Regions from separate parts of the Mus musculus genome. Here region 1 is linked to region 2. A link is a contact called in public Hi-C data. All regions are on one chromosome and are shown on one strand. Each heading gives the region's core, a stretch centred on a gene start, on an enhancer-like site or on the middle of the called end of the contact. The rest is flanking DNA. Distances are from core to core; before and after follow the strand shown. Region 1 has its middle 22 kb from the start of Gm36312. Region 2 has its middle 84 kb from the start of Arhgap28.

Region 1 (3,526 bases), core at 849-3,348, 76 kb before region 2:
CAAAGATTGAAAAGGATAAACAGGGGGGAGGGAGAGGTAAAGAGAACACTAAGGTTCAGTTTCTGCTGTTTTTCTAGCAATCACCAAAGTCTTGAATATTTCACAGTTTAACTCCATCAATATGCTCTCTGCACAATTGCCCCCCCCCCGTTTGCCTAAAGAAACATCTTTTAATGAGAAGCATTATGATTTCCTTTTCCCAGTTTCAGATTTAAAATTACGTCATTACTGTCAAGGATTCCAAAGATGAATGAGACGTCTCTAGCCTGGAGAGGAATGTATCTAAATGAGGACATGAATGACTTTTGAATTTCATAAAGAGAATGTATATTGCACTCAGCAATTTGCATTGCAGATATAATTAGGCCAAAGACCATCCCTGTCTATTGCTGTAGAAAGGCTGGTGAAAACTTTTCAAAGGAAGTTTTTCTTTCCCTAAACAATTCACAGGGTGCTGTTGCTTCATCTTTGGTGGCAGTTTTGTGGCTAGAGGATATGCAAGGCTTGAGCTAAGCCATCCATCTCGCTGCACTTCCACCTGAAGAATGGGGACGGGGTGGACAAGTGTATCTTACTATACCCATATTTATTTAGGTAAGGGGTTTTCTTTTGTTTTTGTTTTTTAATGAAATTTTCTTTCTATCTAAATTCACAATTTCCATCCTATTAGAAATGGGTTATGTCTTCCTAATGTTTTATGCAAAACAGACATTAACATAACCACTAGGTGGCAGTGAACTGGCAGAAAAATGCAGATCTGGTGAGATGTTGTCAAAAGAATGGATGAGAGAAGTGGAGTCTTCCTGGGTGCACTATACCTGTCTCCTCCTTGGCCTTGAAGGATCATGGAAGCCATTGCTCACCTTCCAGGCCAGGGTTCTATGGGGATGCTGAAGGCCGCATGAGCAGAAAGCAGCAGGCAAGCCTCTGAGGAAGCCACCTTGTGTTATAGAATCCCACAAGCCTGACGGTTGTATTTCTAATTAGTTCCCGGATCTCGGGGAACTTTCTGTGCCAGACCTCAGTTTCCCTGCCTTCTCTGCCAAAGCATCAGAAGCTTGCCCTCCTCTATAGGGCACAGTGGCCAGGGAATGGTTCTCTGAGGAGCCTCTTGTAGGTAGAAGGGACTTAATAGTGACTTGTATAGAATTTTCCTGAGTTTTCAGGATTTTTTTCAAACTTTTTAATGATAAAGCATGAGTTATTTATTTGTGCTCAAGGATGGGCTCATAGTAAAATAAAATAAGCAAACTACGCAAAAAAAAAAATCTGATCAAGTATTTCCTCCCATTGAATAAGAATGGTCCTTGATGTTCAAAGTTTGGGGAAGATTATAATTTCGGATGTGACCCCCCCCCCATGGGTCCCAACTGTCAGTTGGTTGGTTCTCCATGGTCCTATGCTGTGCTTGTTAGTATGAACGCACAAGTGAAGAAATGCTGGGAGGAGGTAGCTGTTTGCTCCGATTTCCTTTCATGCAGTGGCTTTCACTGTCTGATTTTGCTTTCAGAGCTCACACCTGGCAAAAGAGCTTCACAAAAAAAGCAGGAGAAAAGCTAAGTGATTTCTGCACTCAAGCACGGGAGCTCTCGGTATGGAAAGAGGCTTCTGTGTGAGCGGATACCGGGAGCTCAGAATTGGAAGATGATGTTTAAAAATTTTCCTTCCTGGTGAACATTATCTTCAAAGCACGAAGGCCCCATGCATGGCCTTCGTTCCAGGAAAGATAATTACCGACGTGACACTGAAGAGCAGTGAGGGGGAGGCTGTCCTGATGATGTCATGTTCAAGTTTCTCCTCCTTGGCAGCGCGCTTCCTATCATTTCCCTGTGACTATGCAGCTTCTCCTAGACTGCCAATCCTCAGGGTCAGAAGCCACACTTTCTCCTGTTTTGTTTTGTTTTCTTCTTTCACTGTAATCTCCAGGAAGCTTATAGCTAAGTGTACAATACTCTCTTTGAAGATATTAGATAAACGTGGAGCTTTTAGCTTTATGTTGGAAAATTCTGGCATACCAGTTAAGATATTTTCAGAGTGAGACACATCTGGGAGCTACGTGGACTCTTTCAGCAAACACTTCATTACGTGTGACTCAGAGAAGGAAACCGAGCCTAAGCATTTGAAGGGGCTGGAGGCAGAGCTCATACAGTGAGTGAGGCTGAGGATAATTGGGAGGCGGGTTTCTCCTGTGCTTTTGCACATGCAGGTTAATAAACAGCCATCTATATGTAGTGGGTTAAGTTAAAAGCAATTCCAGCTGGGTTGTTTTCATCAAAAGTCATAGCATAAGGGCTCCTTGCCCTCAGTGCCATGGGAAAACATTAATAAGAAATCAGTCCTATGGGTAGGCAGCTAATGAGAGCAGATGAATTCAGTCAGTCAGTGAATGTCAGCCAATCAGATGTCAGTCAAGTGATGGAACCACAAAGAGACCAGGGGGTTCCCTTAGTGAAGTCCCAATGACTCCCCTGAGCCTGGGAATAAGCCTAGCTCCTCAGCAAGACAATCCTGGCTTTAGGCTGTCTCTTCTCCCTTTGCTCCTTTGGCTGAGAGTCACATCTAAGTCAGCTGGGCGCCTCTGCCCTTGGACTTCCTGCCTCTCCACAGTTCACGTCCCAGTAAAAGTTACTCATCCCCAGAATCCAAGAGGCAGGGCTACTACTCTCTGAAGGCATCTCCATTGTCACAGCACACCTTCTGGAAAAGCATTTTGATAATTGTATTTTGTATGTGCTCCTTCAAGAACTCTGAGGGGTTTGAGGGAAGGGAGACTTCTAAGTTGATCCTACTTCCTGGTCATGGAAAGAGTGAAGACATTTTGTCCACCTGGGAGGAGTCAAAGTCTAGCTGACTATAAGAAAGTCTATGGTGAGCAATTTAAAAAGAGAAGTAGCAGGGACTTCACTTTGTCACCTGGCCTGTCCCGACCTGGAGTCCTACCCCTGTTGGAGTCCCACAGATGGGATGGAGAACCGGCCTAAGCTTGCATGCTAGTAACTGTATATCAAGTATCTGGTGCGATGATTTCCATAGTTTGACACCCACCCCCACCCACCCCCAGCAAGTATGAAGGCCTACTGCCATTTCATCTGAGATGTCACTGTTGTTCATGGTGTCACTTAATGGGTTTCCAAGTAACTATGTGTATAAAAGTAAGTTATTTTTTCTTGTAACTGGTAAATCAATACCCTGCCCCACCCCCACCCCCCAAGGCATTATTTGATCCTATGGAAGCATGATTAAGGGAGGGTTGGTTTGCTAACCCTCAGGGATCTGGGGAGGTCTATTTTGAGGTTTTTGCTTTGTAAGCTTCAAGGAATCCTAAGGGTCATTTAGGAGGAGGTCTGCAGGCTGAGGAAGGAATCAATAAATTCCTTGTATCTTCAGAAATGCAATAGCTTCCTCTGACTCTAAGAATCCATTTGAGCCAGGGGTTCATTTGTAAGTTCTTTTGTGTTTTTTCCCATCAATTTCAAAGGAAACTGTATGAATAAATGTTTTTCAATGTCTGACTGCAAAAATATAA
Region 2 (4,059 bases), core at 131-2,630:
TGAGAAAGATAAGCAATGTGCTGATCAATGCTACCCACAATGATGTTACCTGTTCAGATCCTGTGGAATTTCTGTGTGCTCCCTCAGAAGTGCTGGGAGTAGTAGAATTACTCAGTTAGTACCTCCTGTTGTCTCTATCCCAGCCTCTTTGGTCCTCAGACCAAAAAATGAACATCATGATAAGGAATGGTCATTTAATTAACGGAGCATTGGCATGTCCCCCTCCCCCACACTGGTCATCCTCTCTCTTGGAGATTTGGTTTTCTGCCATGTTTTATTCTCACCTCTTCCAATCTTGCTATTCCTTTACCTTCATGATGTGTGAATGGGGATTGTCCTCCCATGGCTAGTCAAGACAAAGGGAGCTAATTAGAAGTTGGAAGAAATGATGTCATTCTAGAAGGATGCAGGAATTTGGGCTCCTTTTAAAAATTGAAGCCCTCAGCTTGAGTCACAATATTTCTCATACTGTAAAAGTCTGTTGACATGGTGTATTCTGTCTGTGGTCAATGACACATTTGGCCTGTTGCCTGTTGGTGGTTTTTGGTGTGGTCTATTACTCTATTAGTGATGGCATATTTGGTTTGTTGGTGACAGTATATTTGGTCTGTTGATGATAGTATATTAGATTTCCATGTGTCATCAGTACACACTAGCAGAAAATGTTAACAAGCAAAAGACGTTCCAGTGACTTCCACATTTCTGCAACAGAAGGCAGAAGTTGAAGACTCCCTGAAGGTCAATAAGGGCATGGTGAGCTTAAGGAAAGATGCCTATCTACCTAGAGCCAGCCAAAGGAGAGCCACGGTCTTCGATGGAAGATGTAAGGATTTGAAAGACTCTATATTAAGTTAAAATCCTTTACGTAAGATGGAATTAACTGTAGTTGACATTTCAGATCTGCTGTTCAAGCAAAGATAGATGTTCCAGGCTCTCCAAGGCATGGCTGAGGTGATGTGGGAAATTGTCCTAAGAGTCTGAAACATACTTTCGAAACTTGGAGCAAAAAGTGTCAGATTCTTGGAGCCATTTCATAAAGAAAGTTCTTTTTTTCCTCTCAGCAAGATATACTTCATGCTTCTTTGAGAAAATTTAGAAAAAGGAGAAAAAAAAAAAACTAAAGAGAGACCCATTTGCATAAGTGGGCAGAGGCTGGCATAAAAAAAGAAAAAAGTCCAAATGAATTAGTTTTCCCTTTAGTGAAGTAGGAGGGAGCAAGGAAGAAAGAAGAAAGATAAATTGAACATAATTATCTTAAAACAAAATTCATCCTAAGTCAAGCCATTCCCAATCAAAGGACTCCCACAAAGGCTCTCTGCTAAAGTAGCCATCATTGGCAAAGAGGCCAGATTCTCCTCTCTGCCACTTACCAGGGCACTTAAAGGGCTAGAGTAGGGACTGAACTCCAGTCACTTTGCATCTGTATATGAGCGAATACAAGGATGCCAGGGTTCCTTCAGAGACTCTTCTGCAAACTTTAGGCTTCATCTGCTTGTTTGTTTAGCCTGAGGGGATAAAGGAAATGGCTCGCAATTCTCTTTCAAGTTTTCCATTTATGTGGAAGACAGAGCCTGTTGGTTAGCATTGGCCCAGAGAGTATTTCTAGAATAAAATAGAGCAATGGAAGTGAAGGTTGAACTGACAGAACTTCAGCTACGGCGTTTGGGAGCAGCAGCTTTCAAGAAGCTAGCAGATGGCTTTGGGATATATGTTTGCATCTTTAAAATCTCCTTTTGGCTTTGTGACTTGGCTTCCATGTGGATCTTATTAAACTAGTTTGAATTTGAACCTCAACTCTTTATTACTTAAATCTGGGGTAGTCTCCAAATTCTAATGAGTAACTTAGACCACTCCACTCTTCTCAGGAGGTATGACCATGGCCATGTCTGCCACCACAGCAGTCTCTCTCTTCCTGCCATGCTCAGCAAACATGTTTTTGCTGTTCGTAAACATACATCCACCAAGGGACAGGATGGTTCTCTTTCCAGACAGGTATATAAAGATTTCATTATTTAGCATCTAAGTAACAGGAATCTCTAAGGAACCAAACATCTTTCTGTTTGTAGAGTAAGCTTCCAGGGCAAGAGAACAGAAGAGTGTGAGATTTAATTTTAAAACAAACAAACAAACAAACAAAAAACAGTCTTTTCTCTCACTTTCCAGGCACAAGAAATGCTCAGCTCACTCTACGTCTTCTACATCCACCCTGGTTTTCATTCTCCCGACATCTCTCTGTATTGGGTTGCAAGATGGCTGGAGTTGTGTGCTGAGTGCCCATGGATGTCAGTCCCTGCACTAAGACTGCCTTCCCTACCACACATATGAGATCAGTTTAGGCACAAAGTCTAGTTATGTTCAGGCTAACATACCTCTAAAAAATATGTATCTCTTCTATCCACAACTCTGAAGTGCCCTCCACAATTTCATCCACCACTACACTAAAACTCCATTTCCACTGGTGTCACCTCATCTCTAGTTTTGTGGTAGAAGTATTTACATCTTCCCTTCAAAGGAAAACCAGGAGAAATGCTTTGTTTTGGTTTGGGGTACATGGATGCCCTTGGTTATCTAAGATGGCCTAGAGCTCATGGAATCCTGCTGCCTCAGCCTCTGGAGCGTGGGGATTGCAGGCACCACACCCAGCCAAAGCGACACTCTAACATGGCCAACACAGCAGATACGTCTGTCTCACTCAGCCCTCCTCAAGCCCTTCCGCATAGACGGGAGCACCATCATCACCAAATGAGAGGAAGACAAGGTTCAAATGTCAGACTCCTCAAGCCCCATTTTTTTTTTTGTCATATCATGTCATTTTCAAGTAAAATATGGAAGGAGAGAAGGGACTCAAGACTAAGCCACCAAGATCGATGTTCAAGAGCTGCCATTTTACAAACTAAGACTGGAAGCCTTGAGTCATCTGGGCTTCATATCACAAGACAAGGAGAGGCTATCTCCAGAGATTGGTGCTATGAAGAGGTTCCTCCCTCTGAACCTCCATGGTTGGGGTTCCTCTTCTCAGCCCACTAAGTCACCCTCACTCTCAGGAGTTCTATTCCATAACACAGGGTCTCTGTTTCTAACCACATATCCCTGGGGGCAGTCCTTAGTCCTAGGACACAAGACCCTGGTGCCCACTAATCAGACCACAGCCTGGCACGAAATATGGTTTTCATTTCCTTCTCTTTGTGTCATTGTTTGGACACTGGCCAAACAAATGGTTCCCCTCACACTCTGGGCTACAAAACCCCACTTTCTCTGAATCTCCACCCCTCTTCCTTCCACAGCTGCATTCCAGATCTCTATTGCTGAACATGCCAGCTATTTTGAAGCATAACTCAAACAGCCCTGGCTTTCTCTCTTTTTCTTCTGTCTCACAACAGATGCTGATATTTACAGGTTGTGCATCCTGGTCCTTTTCTCTCAAACTGTGATACAACTCTCTTTGAGTTTCTGAGTTCATTCTTAAGGAAATTACGAACTCTAGAAGAAACCCCACAATCCTGAATCGAAAATTACTAATTACAGGACTTTATATGGTCTGCAAGCTGAGGTCTATATGAGCCAGCACACTCCCATGACTGTTAAGTGCTTCAAAGTGTCTGTTGGCAAAGGTAGTCAGTCTCTAAGACATGCGAGGTATAGCATTGATGGTGCTGGAATTGCTGACAGTCATACCCAGTGGAAATACCATTTATCTTCAGTAATGAAGTCAAACTTGGCTTAGAGAACATCGAGTTTCCCTTGAATGAAACAATTTCTGTCACTGCTTCCAAACAACAACAAAGCTGCTGAGAATATCTCTTTGCAGATTACAAATAGAGGTATCTGAACTCGGTGATGGTCGCCATGCCATTCCAGAGCTAGATTGATGAAAGCAAGGGCTCCTGCAGCAAGGGGACGTGGGCTTGGTTTCCCACTCACCCCTCAGCAAGGCTCCTCTGAACTTCTTTATCTGTTGAGATCCCAGTTGGAAATATTCAAGGACATATCAGCTAAATGATTCAGAAGATTATGCAACTAATGCTTCCAGTTGGATGCTTCGAATTTTGATGTCTATTT

Evidence for each region. A called contact is a pair of places that touch in the nucleus more often than the background predicts.
Region 1: a contact with region 2 is called in a Hi-C map of muscle stem cells, with 1.9 times the contacts expected there. The contact joins two enhancer-like sites. A contact is called at or near these places in 1 of 39 promoter capture datasets (the 3T3-L1 cell line), 1 of 15 datasets of contacts at CTCF or cohesin (the NIH/3T3 cell line), 14 of 484 Hi-C or Micro-C datasets (the 3T3-L1 cell line, the Ba/F3 cell line, the C2C12 cell line and 8 more) and 3 of 115 datasets of contacts at active chromatin or transcription factors (embryonic fibroblasts, embryonic stem cells and heart atrium).

The regions. Positions count from the first base shown.
Region 1 is chr17:68,163,878-68,167,403 of GRCm38.p6, reverse strand. No RefSeq gene overlaps it. Among named protein-coding and RNA genes, the nearest start is that of Gm36312, 22 kb to the left of the region's middle. Within about 2 kb of position 2,098, at least 107 of the 459 cell types and tissues checked have an H3K27ac peak or open chromatin away from gene starts, as enhancers often do. A contact at or near this core is called in adipose-derived mesenchymal stem cells and muscle stem cells, where this site is marked.
Region 2 is chr17:68,086,467-68,090,525 of GRCm38.p6, reverse strand. No RefSeq gene overlaps it. Among named protein-coding and RNA genes, the nearest start is that of Arhgap28, 84 kb to the right of the region's middle. Within about 2 kb of position 1,380, at least 20 of the 459 cell types and tissues checked have an H3K27ac peak or open chromatin away from gene starts, as enhancers often do. A contact at or near this core is called in adipose-derived mesenchymal stem cells and muscle stem cells, where this site is marked.